3 separate regions of the Mus musculus genome follow, and all the other regions are linked to region 3. The links are chromatin contacts, called in public Hi-C and HiChIP or PLAC-seq maps. All regions are on one chromosome and are shown on one strand. The core of a region is the stretch at or near the end of the contact, and the rest is flanking DNA. Distances in the headings are between cores, read along the strand shown. Region 1 holds the start of Macir (macrophage immunometabolism regulator). Region 2 overlaps Ppip5k2 (diphosphoinositol pentakisphosphate kinase 2). Region 3 has its middle 81 kb from the start of Macir.

Region 1 (2,861 bases), core at 219-2,718, 82 kb before region 3:
TTTATTGCTTCTGGCCAAAGAACATTGCTAAAATTTCAGAACAAAGGCCAAGTTACAAGGTGTTCTCTTAAAAAAATTATGAGTTCAGACAAAATGAAACTAAGCTTCTTGAAATAATTTGTAATGTTTCCGAGGTAGTTTTATAAGAACGAACATCAGAATACACTGCTGTGATAAATGTTCAAATCTGAAAATACTTGGAGCATCTTCTACTAAGGTACCCATGGTGGTGGGGCGGGGAGGGGGGGGCACAAAACAACTGAACAAATAAATATAAAACAAAATTTAATCACTTGAGCATTCAATACCTGTACAGTGTACTAGGGTCTATCTATATTTGATAAGTTACATGAATATCATGTTGGGGAAGAGTAACTGAGAACATTCATGAATCTGGCCTCTTCCTTCCTTTTTCTGATACTTACATCAGAGCATATGAGAAGCAATTGAGTAAGTGTCCTTCAGTTGCAGAGAAACCAGAAGCCACATCTTGGAGCCAGAGTGTATTTATTAACCTTGGTAATTTGGGGGACATATATAGACTCTGGAACATGAACTATTTGCTTTAAGTTTGTATTAGTCTAGATGAAATGTATGACTTTATGTTCAGATAAAGCACCGTTTAAAAGGCCACACAATGCAGGAACCTGAATTTAAATTTATAAATACACAAACAGCTCAGCTATATGAAAGGTCTGTGACTTCAAGGATGTAACTCATGTTTTCTGTCTTAAAAATGTGGACTAGCACAGTTGAGAGCTGCAAACTTGGGAATGTGCGTCAAAAGGGTTGGCACCTAGAGCTAAATAAATATCAGCAAATATTTGTAATGCTGCATTGACCACTTCGGCAGGGGAGTGGCATATGGACTGAGAAAAGAAAATCTTGTTGGGATGGCACCTCATCCCTGTAATCCCAGCGCTCTGGAGACTAAGGCAGAACGGTTCTCCGGAGCTTAAGTCCGGCCTTGGGTACAGAGTGAGACCTTGTAAAGACAGAACAGGAAGGAAGCTAGAAAGGAAAAGAGAAGAGAAACAAGTGACTCAGAATTTAGTCTTCACCCCGCCCCCATATTTAGTTGTTGACATTTATTATTATTATTATTTATTATTATAGTATAATTTTAACTTCATGGGCTTCTGCTCTTCTCAACTTCTGATCAGCAGAAACTCAAAAATCACAGCCATCCCCACAGAGTTTAGCACACCGCTCTGTGGGAGCGGCCCGCATTGTCAGGCCTGTGAGCTGCGGCTCCCCGGAGGGTGCGGCGGACTTTGGTCCGGGAGCAGTGTGGCATCACGCCGCCGCCTCCCGTCCCCGCAACAGCCTCCGGTTCTGCGCTCTCACGCCGCCGGCCCAGCCGCCCGCCCAGCCGAGCGTGCGAGCCTGGCGCAGGAGGCGGGCTCTGCGCTTCCCGGCCTCGCCTCCGCAGCCCGCGGGAGGAGGCGGGAAGGCGGGCGGAGGCGGGGGAGGAGGCGGGACTACGGCGGGCCGTAGCTGGCGCCGAGCGCGGTGGGAGAGCAGCGGGTACCCGGCTGGCTCCGCTGGCGGCCTCTGCCCACACCTCGGCGCCGCAGCCCCGCGCCTCGCCCGCCCTTGGCTTCGGGGTCTGCGGCTGCCGGCCATAGAGGAACCGGCGGAACCCTGGACGACCGGTACGTTGGACGGGGAGCGCCACTCCTCCTGCAACCTTTTGTGCTGCAGAGGTGGTGGCGGGGATGGGTGGGGTACGCGCGTGAGTGTGGGTGCCCCAGTCAGCGAGCCACTGTGCCAGCCCCAGGCACGGCGCCGCCCCTTCCTCCTCGCCTCGTGTCCCGGCCGGGCGCGCGGTGTGTGCGCAGCGCAGGGAAGCCCCGGGCCGCGCCGGCCTCCGCGATGGCTGATGGCTCGGTGACACCGGGGCTGCGAGCGGCGCTGGTCCCTGAGCCTTGGTGCGAATGGCTGGCGTGGTGGTGGGGGGACTGGAGCCTGGGGTGGGGCCCGAGCGGGGTGCGAGAGCCCGCAGCTTCCTGGCACAGGGGTGGGGCCGGCGACGCGGGAGTGTGCGGCGCGGGTGAGTGTGCGGGGGCGTGCGCCCCGTGCGCGCGCGGCGAGCGAGCGAGCGAGCGGACGGACCGGCGGGCGGGCGGGCGTGCGCTCGCCGCCGACATGCGGTGCGGGGACTCTGCGACCCGGAGCGACGCTCCCGCGGTGCCAAGGTGCGGAAGTCTGAGCGCGTCGGCGCGCGCCAGCTAGGCGGCTCGCCCTACCCGCAGCGCCAGGCGGCAGGCCCGGCGGAGGCCCATTGAGAAGTAACGCTCGCCCGGCTTGCCGCGCCTCTGGCCCCAACGGTGTACAAGCCGCGGCTGCGGGCTACAGATAGCGGCGGGAGACAGCCCCTGGCGACCTTATCTCGGCCACCAGTGCGCGCTGCACCCCGCGGGCGAGGCCGAGGCCGGTGCGGCGGCTGGTGACGGACAGACGGACCGGCGGTGGCGGAGGAGCGCCTGTGGACTGGGGAATCGCGGCCGGGCGCTGGCCAGAAACTAAGGCGGCAGATGTCTCGGGCACCGCCACCCTCGCCCCACCTGTCGCTGGTGGACTTTGGGGCGGGTGGGAAGCCTAGGAAAGGGCGCCTGGCAGCGGCCGGCGCTCAGACCTTGAGAAGCGGCCCATTGTGAAGCTGCCAAAGTCGCTCTAGTGGTGGAATCTGCAAATCTCGGCCAGGAAGGAACCCAGTTCGCGAAGGGAAGGACAGCCGCGTGCTTTCCCCCTGGCAAGTGTCTGGCTCGCTAGAGACTCCCGGGCTCTCTGCCCACGCCGCTTTGCTTAGAGTGGGCTGAGGATTTCTTCAGAACCAGGGTTTTGTTTTTGTTTTGTGT
Region 2 (2,808 bases), core at 87-2,586, 130 kb before region 3:
TATTAGCAAGAGAGGCAATTTTTTAGAGTTTCTTTTTATGAACTGTAACTGCTAAATTTGTAAATCTTACACGTGATTTTCTGAGTTTTTCTTGAGACCTATGGACTCAGGTCTATGATGCGAGTTCTGCTGTTCATAAGTGTCATCCAGGGTATAGTTCTTGTGTTTCCATTCTTATGTCCAGTGTATTTGATGATTTCACCAAGAAAACTCAAAAGATTGAACATTTGTAGTAAGTAAATGGTGTTTACAAATGATGAGATTTGGAAGAAAGATGGAGATGACTATTGTAATTTCGTCTAATATTTAAATAAAAGGACATCATTCTCCTTGGTGCTCTTTCTCCCTGATGCACAAGTAATTGTTTGAAATATTTTAAATTACTCACAAACTAAACAACCTGCTAAATAAAAATCTCAAACATTGGCTATAATGCAACTTAAGGTAGTAAGCTGTAGCTTCAAGCTTATGTTTAGAAGTACTGGACCCTTATTGTATAGTTAGTGTAATTCTTCAAAAGAGACTTCTAACCTTAAATAATCTTACATGAACTGACTTCTAGAGAATAGGCGTATTATATTATCTTGGTTGTTTAAAAAGGGATGAGATACAGAAGCTCCAAATATATACAAATAAATAAGTACATATATACTTCACTTGAATGTAAATGGATTATATGGTGGTAAATCTTGTAAACAATCGAATGTATGTATGTTCTCTGTGTGTGAATATGTGATTAATGTACTCATGGGGGGTGAGGAGACTACTTTTATTTTTTAAGTGGAATGAATTAAAATTCTTTTTAGAATAAGAGTGACTTGAATTTAAAGCATTTTATTTGTGTTCTTTCTTTTATGTTTTGAAATAGAAAATCCCCAGCAGCATTTTACATTAAGTACTATTCAATAAAACTCATGAGTGAGCATACACATAGCAGTGTATTGTCCTCTGCCTTATGAAGTATGTTAGCACTCGCTTTCCTCAGTATTAATCAGTAATTTCGGCTTTACCTTATTCACCCCAATCAATACTGTTGCTTTGTATGCTCATCTCTTTGCAAGAATCATAGAATTGTTTTTTAAAACACACTATCAGAGAGTCAATTTCATAACAGCAAAATAACATCACCACCATTTATGGAAGTTTGTCTGAAATAGCTGTTTCTACCAGTACTCAGGAGATGTGGGGTTTGAGAGTTTTTTAAGTGCTAAAACATGTTTATTTTTTATTTGTTTATTTATTTTGGGGTTGGGTTTGTTTGGTTTTATTTTTTGCTGCCCACTTTTCCAGCCAGCAAAGAAATGAGGAAGTCAAGCTTGAGGAATTGTCAAGTCACCCTGAGCTGTTTGTTAGTCTTGATAATTTATCATTCATTCCTTAACCCTCAGGAATCCTATATCTCAGGCCTAATAGCCTGTTGGCAGGCCCTGCTGGCCTGCTTTTAATGAGGTACATAGTCCATTCTGTATGACTAATAAACTCAAGAGGGAATTTGTTAATACACAGCTATCATGTATTAAAAAGAAGTATACTGGACATTTTAAGACAAACAGAAAATTGAGACAGAAAGGAAACTGTGATGTGGCAGAGCACGTGGCCCTGTGCTCGATATTTGTACAGCTCAAAAAACACGATAGGTGACAGCAATGAAGAAAGTTTAAAGTTTCAAGAGGAATCTGATGTAAAACTCAGGACTGTTGGGAGCCCTTAACTGGAGGCCGGACTTGTACAGAGGGAGAAGGAGAGGGGAGCGTAAATAGCAGTAAGGATGTTTGAAAAGGCCATAGGAAGCCATTATTTTCTGTTTAAGTATAAATATGTATAAAAAACTTAAATTGAATTATGCCTTATGCCACCTGGGGTAATAATACTTCCTCCAAAAGCCATAGCCTGTCTAACTACAACAACAACAAAACAAACAAACAAACAAACAGTTCCAGGAATGGAAAGCTTATTCTCAAGTTGTTGGTCCGAGTAGACCAAGAGATTGCCAAAGCATTACTATTGCCCTAGGTTGCCTCCCAGAACCTGAAGGATCTATTGCTGAAGATAGCACACATGTTGGACATAGGACTTGAGGGAATCACCCTGGGGACTAGAGATAACAGTATCCAAAGGTTCTACAAAAGCTGCCAAGGTAGGTAAGATGTTAGTCCTCACCAGCTATAAACTCATGAATCACAACAGTGACTACCCCAGCAAGTACAACAGTAGTACTTCTATCTTGGGAGAAACCAATAGCTGTGTAGTTGGACTTGAGGCTCCACTCACTGAAGGGAAGTCCTGCCTAGTACTAGGAACCAAGTTACCTACCTGTGACTGCAGATGTCATGGGCCCCTTTATAAATACAGTCTAAATATTTATCATTTTCCCAACAGATAAGTACAGCTCTCTTACCTCATCAGCAGATTCTTATTGTAGTATATGGAGATTGTTACGGAAATCTACATCGGGTCCTAATGCAGAGAACAACTGACTGTGGAGTGCCAGATGCCAATTAATAAGCATTAAGTTAACAATGCAACCCCCTACACGCCTGAGGTTGAGGGGACATTGCAGAAGAGAGGGCAGAAAGACTGGAAGAGCAGGAAGCCTGACCAGGGAACATGAAGATTCAGCAATACTGTGGCCTAAACAAGACTTGAATAATGACTACATCCGTTGACATGGTGACATGCGTGGGGAAAGTTTCACAAGGCCTCACCTCTCGAAGGGCTACAGGCAATCATTGGGTACATAGAGAATACATGTTCTCCAGAATAAATGGATGAGCCTCCTGATCCAGGCCCAAAACACATGTATACGCA
Region 3 (2,700 bases), core at 167-2,666:
ATTTTTTTTGGCCCATCCATTTATGTTTTTATTTTCATTATTTATTTGATTTGTTTACTTTGGATTTTGTACTTTTGCTGGTTTCATTGACTAGAAATACTGGTTATTGACTTTAGATCTCTCTTCTATAACTTTTCACGCATGTAACCAATGTTGATAAGTTGAATTTTCAATTTTATGTTAGTTCAAAATGCTTTAAAATTTTCTTGAGATTTCCTTTTTGTTCCATATATTCTTTAGTGTGCTTAATACAAGGGGGTGAAAAAATAAATTTTCTAAGTACTTTGCAATTGTCCAGACATATTTCGTTATGATTAATATGCTAAGGGCATTAATAGAAAAAGTCACAGCATGTAATCATAGGTGGGTAATTTAAATATTCTGTTAAAGTCTTGGTCTGATGCTTATAATAGTCTTGTTCTATCTGATTTCACAATGATTCATATTTAGTTCCAAACTGTGGTTTTGTTATTTGTTTAGTTTTGTTACATTTTTCTTTTAGCGTGTATTGTCATATTCTGTTAGAAGATTGGGTTTGTATTCCTACACAAACCATCATGACTGAGGAGCAAGTTGGGGAGGAAAGGGTTTATTCAGCTTACACTTCCACATTTCTGTTCATCACCAAAAAGTCAGGATGGGAACTCACACAGGGCAGGAATCTGGAGGCAGGAGCTAATGCAGAGGCCATGGAGAGTGCTGCTTACTGGATGCTTCCCCTATCTTGCTCGGCCTCTTTTTTATAGAACCCAGGACTACCAGCCCAGGGATGGCACCGCCCACAATGGGCTGGGCCCTCCCACCCTTGCCCACTAATTGAGAAAATGCCTTACAGCTGAATTTCATGGAGGTGTTTCTTCAAGGGAGGCTCCTTTCTCTGTGATAACTCCAGTTTGTGTCAAGTTGACACACAAAACCAGCCAGTACAATAGGTATGGTGTCTCTGTAAAAGCAACTGGGGTAGGTAAATAGACATTTAGTGGTGTGGCATAAGTTGTGGGGCAGAGGGCATGCTCTCAAGACTGGATGAAGTCTTGGTGAACCTTTGGCCTCAGGTGGGGCAGGAGGCCTAAGGGCAAGGCTTGTTAAGAACAACAGAGTGTCCAGCTATATTTCAAGGTAGTTCTGCTTGCCTTCTTCATGTTAAAAACTCTCTCTCTCTCTCTCTCTCTCTCTCTCTCTCTCTCTCTCTCTCTCTCTCTCTCTCTCTCTCTCTCTCTCTGTGTGTGTGTGTGTGTGATTGGTTCCTCACTAGGAGAAGCTGGTTAGGGTGATGGAATTAGCCTTGTAAGCATGTGAGGCTCCCCACACCTTGTTTCCCTGGGGGTTTTACATCTCAGGGTTGCCTGGGCTGAGCCTCCAGTAATCTGTCAGCTACAACTCAGGTGGTTCCACCCAGCACTAGTTCCCACGGAGGGGTTTCCTTTTGAGGGTTTCTGTTCTGGCAAGCCCTGCTTCTCTGTGCCCGCCTGTCTGCCTTTCTGATCATGAAGACAGCCGTTGGTCCTGTGACCTCATTTCTCTGACAGATCTAAGAAGAGGTGTTTTTTTTTTTTTTTTCATTTCTCACATTTCACCCAGAAACAGGAAGTATGCACAGCTCTTTTTTTTTTTTTTTTTTTTTTTTTTTTTTTTTTTAAAGGTTTGATAAATACAAAGTATTTTTTTTTTTTTTTTTTTTTTTTTTTTTTGTTTTTTTTTTTTTTTCCATTTTTTATTAGGTATTTAGCTCATTTACATTTCCAATGCTATACCAAAAGTCCCCCTTACCCACCCACCCCCACTCCCCTACCCACCCACTCCCCCCCTTTGGCCCTGGTGTTCCCCTGTACCGGGGCACACAAAGTCTGCGTGTCCAATGGGCCTCTCTTTCCAGTGATGGCCGACTAGGCCATCTTTTGATACATATGCAGCTAGAGTCAAGAGCTCAGGGGTACTGGTTAGTTCATAATGTTGTTCCACCTATAGGGTTGAAGATCCCTTTAGCTCCTTGGGTACTTTCTCTAGCTCCTCCATTGGGAGCCCTGTGATCCATCCATTAGCTGACTGTGAGCATCCACTTCTGTGTTTGCTAGGCCCCGGCATAGTCTCACAAGAGACAGCTACATCTGGGTCCTTTCGATAAAATCTTGCTAGTATATGCAATGGTGTCAGCGTTTGGATGCTGATTATGGGGTGGGGCTCAGAACTGAACAAAGAATTCTCACCTGAGGAATACCGAATGGCAGAGAAGCACCTGAAAAAATGTTCAACATCCTTAATCATCAGGGAAATGCAAATCAAAACAACCCTGAGATTCCACCTCACACCAGTGAGAATGGCTAAGATCAAAAATTCAGGTGACAGCAGATGCTGGCGAGGATGTGGAGAAAGAGGAACACTCCTCCATTGTTGGTGGAATTGCAGGCTTGTACAACCACTCTGGAAATCAGTCTGGCGGTTCCTCAGAAAATTGGACATAGTACTACCGGAGGATCCAGCAATACCTCTCCTGGGCATATATCCAGAAGAAGCCCCAACTGGTAAGAAGGACACATGCTCCACTATGTTCATAGCAGCCTTATTTATAATAGCCAGAAACTGGAAAGAACCCAGATGCCCCTCAACAGAGGAATGGATACAGAAAATGTGGTACATCTACACAATGGAGTACTACTCAGCTATTAAAAAGAATGAATTTATGAAATTCCTAGCCAAATG

The links. A called contact is a pair of places that touch in the nucleus more often than the background predicts. HiChIP or PLAC-seq counts read pairs in DNA pulled down with a chosen protein or histone mark.
Region 1: a contact with region 3 is called in a Hi-C map of CD8 T cells, with 3 times the contacts expected there. The contact joins the promoter of Macir here to the enhancer-like site in region 3. A contact is called at or near these places in 6 of 39 promoter capture datasets (the 3T3-L1 cell line, the C10 cell line, hematopoietic stem and progenitor cells and 2 more), 21 of 484 Hi-C or Micro-C datasets (B cells, CD4 T cells, CD8 T cells and 10 more), 5 of 115 datasets of contacts at active chromatin or transcription factors (DN3 thymocytes, the SCID.adh cell line, effector CD8 T cells and 2 more) and 3 of 9 other capture datasets (adipose tissue, liver and pancreatic islet).
Region 2: a contact with region 3 is called in an H3K4me3 HiChIP or PLAC-seq map of intestinal villus epithelium, with 5 read pairs. The contact joins two enhancer-like sites. A contact is called at or near these places in 6 of 484 Hi-C or Micro-C datasets (the Ba/F3 cell line, CD8 T cells, myeloid progenitors and 3 more), 1 of 115 datasets of contacts at active chromatin or transcription factors (intestinal villus epithelium) and 2 of 9 other capture datasets (adipose tissue and liver).

Annotation. Positions count from the first base shown.
Region 1 is chr1:97,660,625-97,663,485 of GRCm38.p6, reverse strand. Macir (macrophage immunometabolism regulator) reads left to right here and starts at 1,468. Exons shown (of 3, transcript NM_133825.3): 1 at 1,468-1,655.
Region 2 is chr1:97,704,164-97,706,971 of GRCm38.p6, reverse strand. It overlaps Ppip5k2 (diphosphoinositol pentakisphosphate kinase 2), which reads left to right. Exons shown (of 28, transcript NM_173760.5): 28 at 1-929. Among named protein-coding and RNA genes, the nearest start is that of Macir, 44 kb to the right of the region's middle. Within about 2 kb of position 1,336, at least 16 of the 459 cell types and tissues checked have an H3K27ac peak or open chromatin away from gene starts, as enhancers often do. A contact at or near this core is called in intestinal villus epithelium, where this site is marked.
Region 3 is chr1:97,579,212-97,581,911 of GRCm38.p6, reverse strand. No RefSeq gene overlaps it. Among named protein-coding and RNA genes, the nearest start is that of Macir, 81 kb to the left of the region's middle. Within about 2 kb of position 1,416, at least 93 of the 459 cell types and tissues checked have an H3K27ac peak or open chromatin away from gene starts, as enhancers often do. A contact at or near this core is called in B cells, CD8 T cells, CD8 central memory T cells and 11 more, where this site is marked.